Linked DNA regions of Pan troglodytes: region 1 is linked to region 2. The links are chromatin contacts, called in public HiChIP or PLAC-seq maps. All regions are on one chromosome and are shown on one strand. The core of a region is the stretch at or near the end of the contact, and the rest is flanking DNA. Distances in the headings are between cores, read along the strand shown.

The links. HiChIP or PLAC-seq counts read pairs in DNA pulled down with a chosen protein or histone mark.
Region 1: a contact with region 2 is called in an H3K4me3 HiChIP or PLAC-seq map of stem cell-derived excitatory neurons, with 2.1 times the contacts expected there. The contact joins the promoter of ERICH6 here to the promoter of SERP1 in region 2. A contact is called at or near these places in 1 of 7 Hi-C or Micro-C datasets (stem cell-derived neural progenitor cells) and 1 of 1 datasets of contacts at active chromatin or transcription factors (stem cell-derived excitatory neurons).

The regions. Positions count from the first base shown.
Region 1 is chr2:153,898,144-153,903,266 of NHGRI_mPanTro3-v2.0_pri, reverse strand. ERICH6 (glutamate rich 6) reads left to right here and starts at 3,229. Exons shown (of 14, transcript XM_063807274.1): 1 at 3,229-3,420; 2 at 5,064-5,121. The coding sequence starts at 5,099. LOC104005800 (a long non-coding RNA gene) reads right to left here and starts at 3,695. Exons shown (of 3, transcript XR_679245.4): 1 at 3,559-3,695.
Region 2 is chr2:153,739,545-153,744,664 of NHGRI_mPanTro3-v2.0_pri, reverse strand. It overlaps SERP1 (stress associated endoplasmic reticulum protein 1), which reads left to right and starts at 2,843. Exons shown (of 3, transcript XM_016942157.4): 1 at 2,843-3,321; 2 at 3,595-3,670; 3 at 4,872-5,120. The coding sequence starts at 3,238. The coding sequence ends at 4,912. It overlaps EIF2A (eukaryotic translation initiation factor 2A), which reads right to left and starts at 3,243. Exons shown (of 14, transcript XM_001143578.7): 1 at 2,543-3,243. The coding sequence starts at 2,570.

The DNA.
Region 1 (5,123 bases), core at 1,980-4,479, 160 kb before region 2:
CAAATGATGACAATAGGGAACAATTACATAATATTATATACTTGAGATAGGAAATTTTTTAAAAATCCATTACCTCTTGATATGGTTTGGCTCTGTTTCCTGACCCAAATCTCATCTTGAATTGTAATCCCCACATGTTGAGGGCAGGACCTGGTGGGAGGTGATCAGATCATGGGGGTAGTTTCCCTCATGCGGTTCTCGTGATAGTGAGGGAGTTCTCAATGAGATCTGATGGTTTCAAAGTGGCAGTTTCTGGCTGGGCATGGTGGCTCACACCTGTAATCCCAGCACTTTGGGAGGCCAAGGCGGGTGGATTACCTGAGGGCAGGAGATCGAGACCATCCTGACTAACATGTGAAACCTCGTCTCTACTAAAAATACAAAAAATTAGCCAGGCGTGGTGGCGGGCGCCTGTAGTCCCAGCTACTCAGGATGCTGAGGCAGGAGAATGACGTGAACCCGGGAGGCCAAGCTTGCAGTGAGCCAAGATTGCGCCACTGCACTCCAGCCTGGGCAACAGAGTGAGACCCTGTCTCCAAAAAAAAAAGAAAAAGTGGCAGTTTCCCCTGCACTCTCTCTCTCCTGCCAACAAATAAGATGTGCCTTGCTTCCCCTTCACCTTCAGCCATGATTGTAAGTTTCCTGAGGCCTCCCCAGTTATGTGGAACTGAGTCAATTAAACCTGTTTATTTTATAAATTACTCAGCCTCAGGCAATTCCTTATAGCAGTGTGAAATCGAACTAATATACCTTTGAAGCACTCAACACATTAGAAACATTTTCTAAACAGAGTTATGTGGTCCTAAAATAATAATAATAAAATACAAAATCAGTCCTCAGAAAATAGGCCAGACAGGATGACTCACACCTATAATCCCAGCACTTTGGGAGGCCAAGGTAGGAGGATTGAGTCCAGGAGTTCAAGACCAGCCTGGGCAACACATTGAGATGCCATCTTAGGGAAAAAAAAAAAAAGAAGAAGAAAATAAACAATAATTAAATTTTATCTCAAAATAGCCCCATAAATTAAGTGGAAAGGTACTGATATTTCCATTTAACACACCAAGAAACTGAGGCTCAATAACCCCAAAGTCACAGTTAGTCAGGGCTGGTGCCTGGTTCTCAAATCTCAAGTTCCTGAGTCAAGCTAGACACCAGGAATGGGGAAGGGGAAAATATAAACTGACCCAGCATCATATTATCTCTGAACGGCCAAAACAAGAGAGTGGCATCAACTCATGAGAAAATAAGGGACTGTTCTTTCCGTAGTAAGTAGATCCAAGGGAAGGAGATTCCATAAAATGTTCAAAAAAGGTCTTAAATAGAGGGTCTAAACAAGGAGTACTTAAACAAATTAATTCACCACACAATTGAGAAAATGCCAGGGCAGTCACAGAACTGAGCTACAGCAGGCACAAGCGGAGTAAGCACAAGCACTGTCACCCTTGCTGTCTGCCAGCCCCGTGTCTCATCCCCACATCCTGACTTCCAGTCTGCTCTCTGAGGACCCTGGTTGAATTTCCTAACTTCTAAGATAGCTTCCAGCATCAAACTGTTAGTATTGTCCAGAAAAGAAATGAGCTTTTTCTTATTTTCTCTTTTTAAGTTACACTTACCTTATTTGTACCTCAATATCTGTACACATAGTTCCCTGTCCTGACCCTCCTTTCCTGCCGTGAGCCTGCTGGAAAGCTTTTCACTTTCCTCTCTGGTCACCTCATTTTGCCCTTCCTTTTAAAGCAACTCAGATGTCTCCTCTCATCTGTGCTGCCTGCTCCTTTAGCCTGCAAGAACTCTACTTTCAAAAATATTCCCTAGCCAGGCACAGTAGCTCACGTCTGTAATCCTAAGAACTTTGGGAGGCCGAGATGGGAGGATCTCTTGAGCCCAGGAGCTTGAGACCGAGAGTTTGAGACCAGCCTGGGCAACATAGCAAGACGCCATCTCTACAAAAAGTAGTCCCAGATACTCGGGAGGCTGAGGCGGGAGGATCAGCTTGAGCCGGGAGGAGGAGGTTGCGGTGAGCTGAGATAGCACCACTGCACTCCAGCCTGAGCGACAGGGTAAGACCCTGTCTCAAAATAAATATAATACAGGCCAGGCACTGTGGCTCACGCCTGTAATCCCAGCACTTTGGGAGGCTGAGGCAGGCAGATCACGAGGTCAGGAGATCGAGACCATCCTGGCTAACACGGTGAAACCCCATCTCTACTGAAAATGCAAAAAATTAGCCGGGCGTGGTGGCACGTGCCTGTAGTCCCAGCTACTCGGGAGGCTGAGGCAGGAGAATTGCTTGAACCCGGGAGGCTGAGGTTGCAGTGAGCCGATATCGTGCCACTGCACTCCAGCCTGGGCGACAGAGCGAGACTCCGTCCCAAAATAAATATAATATAATATAATATATAAAATTGGCCAGGCGTGGTGGCACACATTTGTTGTCCTTGCAACTTGGGAGACCGAGGTGGGAGGATCACTGGAGTCCAAGAGTTCAGGGCTGAAGTGAACCATGATGCCGCCACTGCACTCCAGCCTGGGTGACAGAGTGACATCCTGTCTCTCAAAAATAAAAAATGCATATATTTTACAAAAATTTAAGTAAATACAAAGTCCCAGAAGGACGCAGGTGGTACCTAGGTGGCCAGATGCTTCAGGACTTTTCTACTCCAGGATGGATAGATGGGCCAAGTAAGAAGCAGGACCCAGATCACAGCAAGGAGCAAAATTTATGGGACGCTAAAAATGTCGCCAATCAAGATTAATTAATATTAATCTAACAATATTTAAGACAACTAACATTTAAGGCAATTTTAATACACTTATTAATATTTAAAGCAATTTAAAAAATATCCGCAAACGAGGGCCCAAGGGCTGGCGCCTGATTTTGTAAATAAAGTTTCACTGGAAGTTCCAGCAAGCATCTGTCTACTCAATAACCAGACTCCAGCATCCGCAATACCAAATGGCACCGTGTGTGTCCGTCGCTAGAAGCCACTTCCTCCACCCAAGTTAAAAAAAAAAAAAAAAAAAAAAAAAAAGCCCCAAATAAGCTGAGAGACGAAGAAAAGATCGTTTCTCCGCAGGCTGCCAGGGGTTTCAGAGACGCTGAAGAGCAGGGACAGAAAGAAGTCTGCGGTGGCCCCCACCGGCCCTCGGCACCCACATTCTATCCGGCTAACCAGCTCCTGCCGCTTTAAATCCGGGAGGCTCGGTGGCGCAGGGCAAGCAGTTGCCCCGGGAGACCAACGCACAACAGAGGCTCGCGCTCGCGAGAGCCGACCGGGGCCGCGGCCAAAGAGCTGGCTGTAATCCCGCCTCCCGCCAGCCATGGCCCACTTGCGCTCGCCTAGCGGCTTCGGAGACCCGGGGAAGAAGGACCAGAAGGAGTCAGAGGAGGAGTTAGAGGAGGAGGAGGAGGAAGAGGTGGAGGTGGAGGAGGAGGAGGAGGAAGAGGTGGAGGAGGAGGAGGAGGAGGAAGAGGTGGAGGAGGAGGTGGTGGAGGAGGAGTTGGTGGGGGAAGAGCAGGAGTTGGAGGCCCCTGAGACGTTCAGCGAAGAGTACCTCTGGAAGGTCACGGACATCGGTGACTACGACGACGACTTCCTAGACGTGCGCCCCCGCTTAGCCAGCATCGTCAGCCCTAGCCTGACCTCTACGTTCGTGCCCAGCCAGAGCGCGACCAGCACTGAAACGCCGAGCGCAAGCCCACCCTCCAGCACCTCCTCGCATAAAAGTACCGCCCCCGACCCACCCCTTCCTCGAGGGTTTCTCGTCTCCAGGGGGCACCTGGTCCACCCACTCCTGGGTGGTGCCTTCGTCGACCTGCGCGTCGTGCCTGATTTCTAAATGCATGCACCATTCCACACACCTAATCTCTCTCACGCCCTTGTCAGAGACACTGAACCCTTGGCTGAGCTGTTGTGATGAGGCACGATTTAGGATATAGGCGAAACACCATAAAAGTTGAACTTGGGCATGGCTGTATGAAGTGCTTTTTTTTTTTTAGACAAGAGTCTCGCTCTGTCGCCCAGGCTGGAGTGCAGTGGCTGCAGCCTCGACCTCCTGGGCTCAAGCCTTCCACCGCAGCCTCTCGAGTAACTGGAACTACAGGCACACGCCACCACACCCAGCTAATCTGGCGTCTCACTATGTTGCCCAGGCTGCTGGGAGTGCTCATTTTTATAACATTTTTGCGTGCATTCACACCGTGACATCTCTGTCTCTCTCTCTCTCTGTTCCCCCTCCCCTCCCTCTTCCTCCCCTCCCTCTCCCCTCCCCCTCTCTTTCTCTCTCCCTCTCTCTCTCTCTCACAGACACACACACACACACACACACTCTCATATTATTTCCAGAGAAGTGCCTTAAGGGTGCTGTACTACTAAAACAGTCCTGCAAAAAAAAAAAAAAAAAAAAAAACAAAACAAAACAAAAAAAAAACTCTCTTTTGTGTTTAACATCCTGTGCTGAAGCCACTCCAGTCACTTCCTTGAAAAAAGAAGCAGAGAAGTCTTCTAGAGTAGGCTTCTCAAGCTCTAGTATTGACATTTTGGTCTGGATAATTCTTTGTTGGGGAGGATTGGGGACTGTCCTGTGAATTACAGGATGTTTAGCAGCATCCCTGTCCTCTACCCGTGGCTGTGCTAGAAGCACACACCCTTGCGATGATCAAAAATGTCTCCAGGCCGGGCGCGGTGGCTCACGCCTGTAATCCCAGCACTTTGGGAGGCCTAGGCGGGCAGATCACGAGGTCGGGAGATCGAGACCATTCTGGCTAACATGGTGAAACCCCGTCTCTACTAAAAATACAAAAAATTAGCCGGGCGTGGCGGCGTGCGCCTGTAGTCCCAGCTACTTGGGAGGCTGAGGCAGGAGAATAGCGTGAACCCGGGAGGTGGAGCTTGCAGTGAGCCAAGATCGCGCCATTGCACTCCAGCCTAGGCGACAGAGCGAGACTCCGTCTCAAAAAAAAAAAAAAGTCTCCAGACATTGCCATGTGTTCCTAGGGGGGTAGAATTGACCTTTTGATTTAGAGGGAATAGCTGATTTTTAAATGTTTCATTCAACAGGTTTCCCTAAAATATTTCAGACATTTAGGAAAGACATGTCTGAAATGAGTATAGATAGGT
Region 2 (5,120 bases), core at 1,594-4,093:
TGGTGCACGCCTGTAATCCCAGCTACTCAGGAGGCTGAGGCAGAAGAATTGCTTGAACTTGGGAGGTGGAGGTTGCAGTGAGCCAAGATCACGCCATTGCACTCCAGCCTGGGCAACAAGAGCGAAACTATCTCAAAAAAAAAAAAGAAAGAAAGAAAGAAAGAAAGAAAAACAGATTTCTGAAGCCATGTGCGTATCTGGATCTAGCAGTACTGAGGCTTTTAGGTTATACGAGTTTAAAAAAAAAAATCCCCTTTTCACCTGCTTTGGCTTGTCACTCCCAATTAAGAGTTGGGGTTAACAAAATTTACTGGCTAATCTGCAAATTATTCACAGCTCTAAAATCCCACGAGTCTAAATTTAACAAAAGATTTTGGAAGTAAAATAATCTATTGTTGAATGAAATATGTACATTGAGAATGTTTAAAAGATTAAACAGTTTGTTCTAGTGAAAGAAAAATGGACCACAGAGTTGAACAATCTGAATAAGTATAATCCTAATCCTGCCAATTTGCAGTGTGAATCGGACCACTTAATCTCTCTGGGCCTCTAAGAATATGAGAATATGAAGAGTAGACTGAACAGACAACATTTAAGCTCTTACAAAGTCCCTGATTTTAAGCACTGTAAGACAATTGTCATCCTTGGTTAATTTACTATAAAGTGGCTATCCTTCATTAATTTAAAAGGATAGTCTAAACAGACAAATCTAATCTAGATCTCTTGTATGCACAGTTCAAAATAGGGTTTGCGCTCTTATGAGGCTCTAATGCCCCCACTGATCTGACAGGAGGGGAAGCTCAAGTGGTAATGCTTGCCCAGTACCAGTCCGGCCCAGGGGGTTGGGGACCCCTGATTTAGAGTATCTATTGTCTACCAGGCACTTCACTAGTACTGAGAAGACAGATATGAATAAGACCCTGTCGCTGACACTGAAGGACTCACAGTCTAGCAGGGGAGAAAGGCAAGTGAATGTCTAATTATCCTACTTAGTAAGTGAAATAAAATTTCAAATATATTTCAGGTACAAAAATAGCCCAGGAAGTGACTGACTCTATCTGGGTAGAGTGACGAAAGGCTTCACAGAGCAATGACATCTAAAATGAATTTTAATTTCAACAGATGAAAAAGAGTTTGCCAAATCAACAAGAGGCATAGGATAGTACTAGACTGAAGAAACAGGTTGTTCAAAGGGACTCAGAAGCAGTTCAGTATTGATGGAGCACAAAATAAGATGGGATGGCAAGGAAATAAATGAGTCTCAAGAGCAATTCAAGGATTATAAATGGTTACATAACTATGCTACATAGGATGGAATCTACCCTGTAAGCAGAGAGGAACTACCTACTGTAGGCATTTTTAAAGGAGGGGTTATTTATCAGATTTTAGAATGTAATTTTTTCATTAGAGTTCAAATAAGCATTTAGTATTAAAAATTGTGAATAACAAGCTACCTTTACGAACCTAAAAAAAAATTTATTATATAACTTTGCCTTTTAAACAGTCTTTGCCTGGCATATTATCTAGCAGATTATACTCGGCGTTTGATAAATGATGACTAAACTGCAGAAGACAGACTGAGCATCAGTGGGCATGGCGCTTAATAACAAAGATTTTAAGATGTAAAAATAGAAATGTAGACTGGCAAAAAGTGCAAAAATGTTTTAAGGTTCCTTTCGGGGGGGCGAAGGGAGGGAATAGCCTCCCTCCTTAAATGCAGACAACCTTTCTCTTAATGACTTTTTCCTTCTATATAGTTATCAGAACTTAACCAAAGCCTTCTTTTCCTTCCCGACTCTCTTTTCCTTACGTAATACTCATATGCAGACTCTTAGCCACACCCTAGTAAAGCAACTTCCCCAGCATTTTCCAATCTAAGTTTATTATCTCCTCCAACACTACAGTCTTTAGCTTCAAAATTTCAAGAGTCCTCTAATGTTCTATTTCTAATATGCTCATAACCATTTCAAAATCAAATGTTGCTAGAATATCTCTATCATGCTCACTGCTACACCCTCTCCCAACCACACCTTCATCATTTGAAACCTGCATTACAGCTCCACTCTCCCTATTCAGTCCTACAAACCTCATTAAGGCAGGAAGGCCAGAATCTGGAATTACTTAAGTCCAGGTGTATTTAAAGTGCGTGATCATTCTAGAGGACTAACTCATGTTTGTCTTTGTTCTTATTGTAGACCTAAATGACTTCACAAGGGCCTGTGTAACACCAGTATTGCAGACCCATGTGCCACAAATTCAATTAGCACATTGTTTTTCTCCCCCTTCTTCTATTTCTGTAGAAGATGAATCCGCAGGCAAGAATGATGGATGGGTGAAAGGGAGGGGGAATACGAAAGCCCAGAGGCGGAGACTTCACTTCCGATTGCCACGCTACATCAAAAAAGCCAACAGTCTGGCCTTTCCGCAAGCCACAAGAAAAGGCAGATCAGACTCCCCGGCTCCTCGGGTAGTTCTCAAAGGCAAAGACAAAAATAAGAAACTAGTCTGAAGAAAGAGAGTCCCTCGCTTCTTCAGAACTCACCTGTCAAGAGCGGCGTGGACGGCGCCATGTTGTCCCGGAAAGAGAAACCGCTCGGGTGAGAGTTCACCAGGGCCGAACCCGGCCCCTACACGTCTCCTCATGCGTGGAGACAGCGAATTGGTGTTTCCGGAGCCATCAGCCTCGGGGCCAATTCACTTCCGGTTACGGAGTGACGCGGAAAAGGCGCCCGAACGCGCACGCGCAAATCTAGGGCGACGCTTGACAGAGCTTGGGAGGGTGCGCCTGCTTTCGCCCTCCTTCTCCAGCGGGAGGGGCGCGCACTTCCGCGGGGCGGAGTCCGTCTAGTGCTGACGTTGGCAGCCGAACCCAAAGTAGATCGAGGCGGCGGGCTGCACATTCCCGTTGTTGCGTTGCGTTTCCTTCCTCTTTCACTCCGCGCTCACGGCGGCGGCCAAAGCGGCGGCGACGGCGGCGCGAGAACGACCCGGCGGCCAGTTCTCTTCCTCCTGCGCACCTGCCCCGCTCGGTCAGTCAGTCGGCGGCCGGCGCCCGGCTTGTGCTCAGACGTCGCGCTTGCGGCGCCCAGGCCCAGCGGCCGTAGCTAGCGTCTGGCCTGAGAACCTCGGCGCTCCGGCGGTGCGGGCACCACGAGCCTCGCCTCGCAGCGGCTCCAGAGGAGGCAGGCGAGTGAGCGAGTCCGAGGGGTGGCCGGGGCAGGTGGTGGCGCCGCGAAGATGGTCGCCAAGCAGAGGATCCGTATGGCCAACGAGAAGCACAGCAAGAACATCACCCAGCGCGGCAACGTCGCCAAGACCTCGGTAAGGAAAGAGCGGGCGCCCCTCTGCGTTCCGCAGCCGGAGCTGAGTCCGGGTCCCTGGGACCGCGTCGCGTTTTCTCCCGGATCCGGCCGACCGTGGGCTGGTGCCGTGGAGGGGTAGGGGCCCGAGTGTGCGAGCCGCCAGAATGTGGGGGTTCGGGAACGGAAGGGGAGACCTGTGAGTTGAGGGGGCCGGCGACCGGCGTGCAGGCGTGGGAGCCTGGGGTCCGAGTGGTTTCTCTGCATCTGAAATGGTGGATTTTCGCTTTTGCAGAGAAATGCCCCCGAAGAGAAGGCGTCTGTAGGACCCTGGTTATTGGCTCTCTTCATTTTTGTTGTCTGTGGTTCTGGTAAGTGGCTTGGGGGCTCCCATCAGGTAGAGTCTTGGGTTGAAAGGACTTGGGATGACGTGGTGACCGGTCAGTAGTGAGTCCTACCTGCGTAGTTCTCAACCCACCTGCCGAGGACTCCACATAATTCTGTTTCGTCTGAACCAAATTACTTGTTCCACATATGCACAGAGGGTGGTGCTCCAGAAACTTCTCCCAGCTTAATTTGTACTCACAGGAGATCAAAAAGGAGGTCAGGTCTTGGTAATGATCCAGTTGGAATAAATGTTAAGACCGGACAAAACCTAACGAAATGAGAATTTAGAATGTTTTGTAACTCCATTATCAGTCTTTGCAAAGAAAATTATAAATATGTACTATAGATGTTAGAACTTGATTTAACATATACCAGAATCTAATGTCTTAATGTCAAAATTGAGTATATTTTATAAAATAAAGCTTGTGCAAAGAATTGATTCACTATAGAGGAAATGTACCTGATTGGCATTTTAATGTGTGAGTCAAATGTTTTTAGGTTAATAAAAGAAACGTTTGATACATGGTTTAAAAAAAAAAGTGTCGGGGTAGCCTGCTGTAAGAGTAACAGACACTTGCCTTTGCAAATAGATTACAAAAAAAAGGTCTTTCCTCTCTTCATTTATCATTTTAATATGCAAGCTGTTAATATTGAAGTAGATGTTTGTTTTCCACATTCTAAAATTACTGAGATTTCTGTTTAACGTTTCACTTTGCCTTTCTTCTTCACTTACCAATTGGAAGCTTTCCTGATAAATGGATGAGAGCCAAGCAGTTTATATAACCTGAAGATGATTGAATTTCAGCTTTGTGAGAATGAGGAAACATGCATGTGTTACAGGCCAGGCCTTAAAAGGATGCTTATAAACCAAAATAATTCTATGCTGGAAAAACCTGTTGGCTTTGGTGCTTTAAGTTCTTTGTAAAATGATTACTTATCTGCAAGTTCTCTTGGATACTTAGACATAAAGTTCAGCGAAGCTAAGATAAAAAAATAACTCAGGGATATTTCATTGTTTTATTTATTCAGACAGGCCTGTCTTCACTTCTTATTATACTGAAGTTATGTACCATTTGCAAATGTAAGAGTACCTTTGGATTCTTCAGCTACCTTAATAAATATTTGTTAGACACCAGACCTGTTTTATTCAAAGCTTATTTTAATATTTGCTCTTTCTTTTTACAGCAATTTTCCAGATTATTCAAAGTATCAGGATGGGCATGTGAAGTGACTGACCTTAAGATGTTTCCATTCTCCTGTGAATTTTAACTTGAACTCATTCCTGATGTTTGATACCCTGGTTGAAAACAATTCAGTAAAGCATCCTGCCTCAGAATGACTTTCCTATCATGCTTCATGTGTCATTCCAAGGTTTCTTCATGAGTCATTCCAAGTTTTCTAGTCCATACCACAGTGCCTTGCAAAAAACACCAC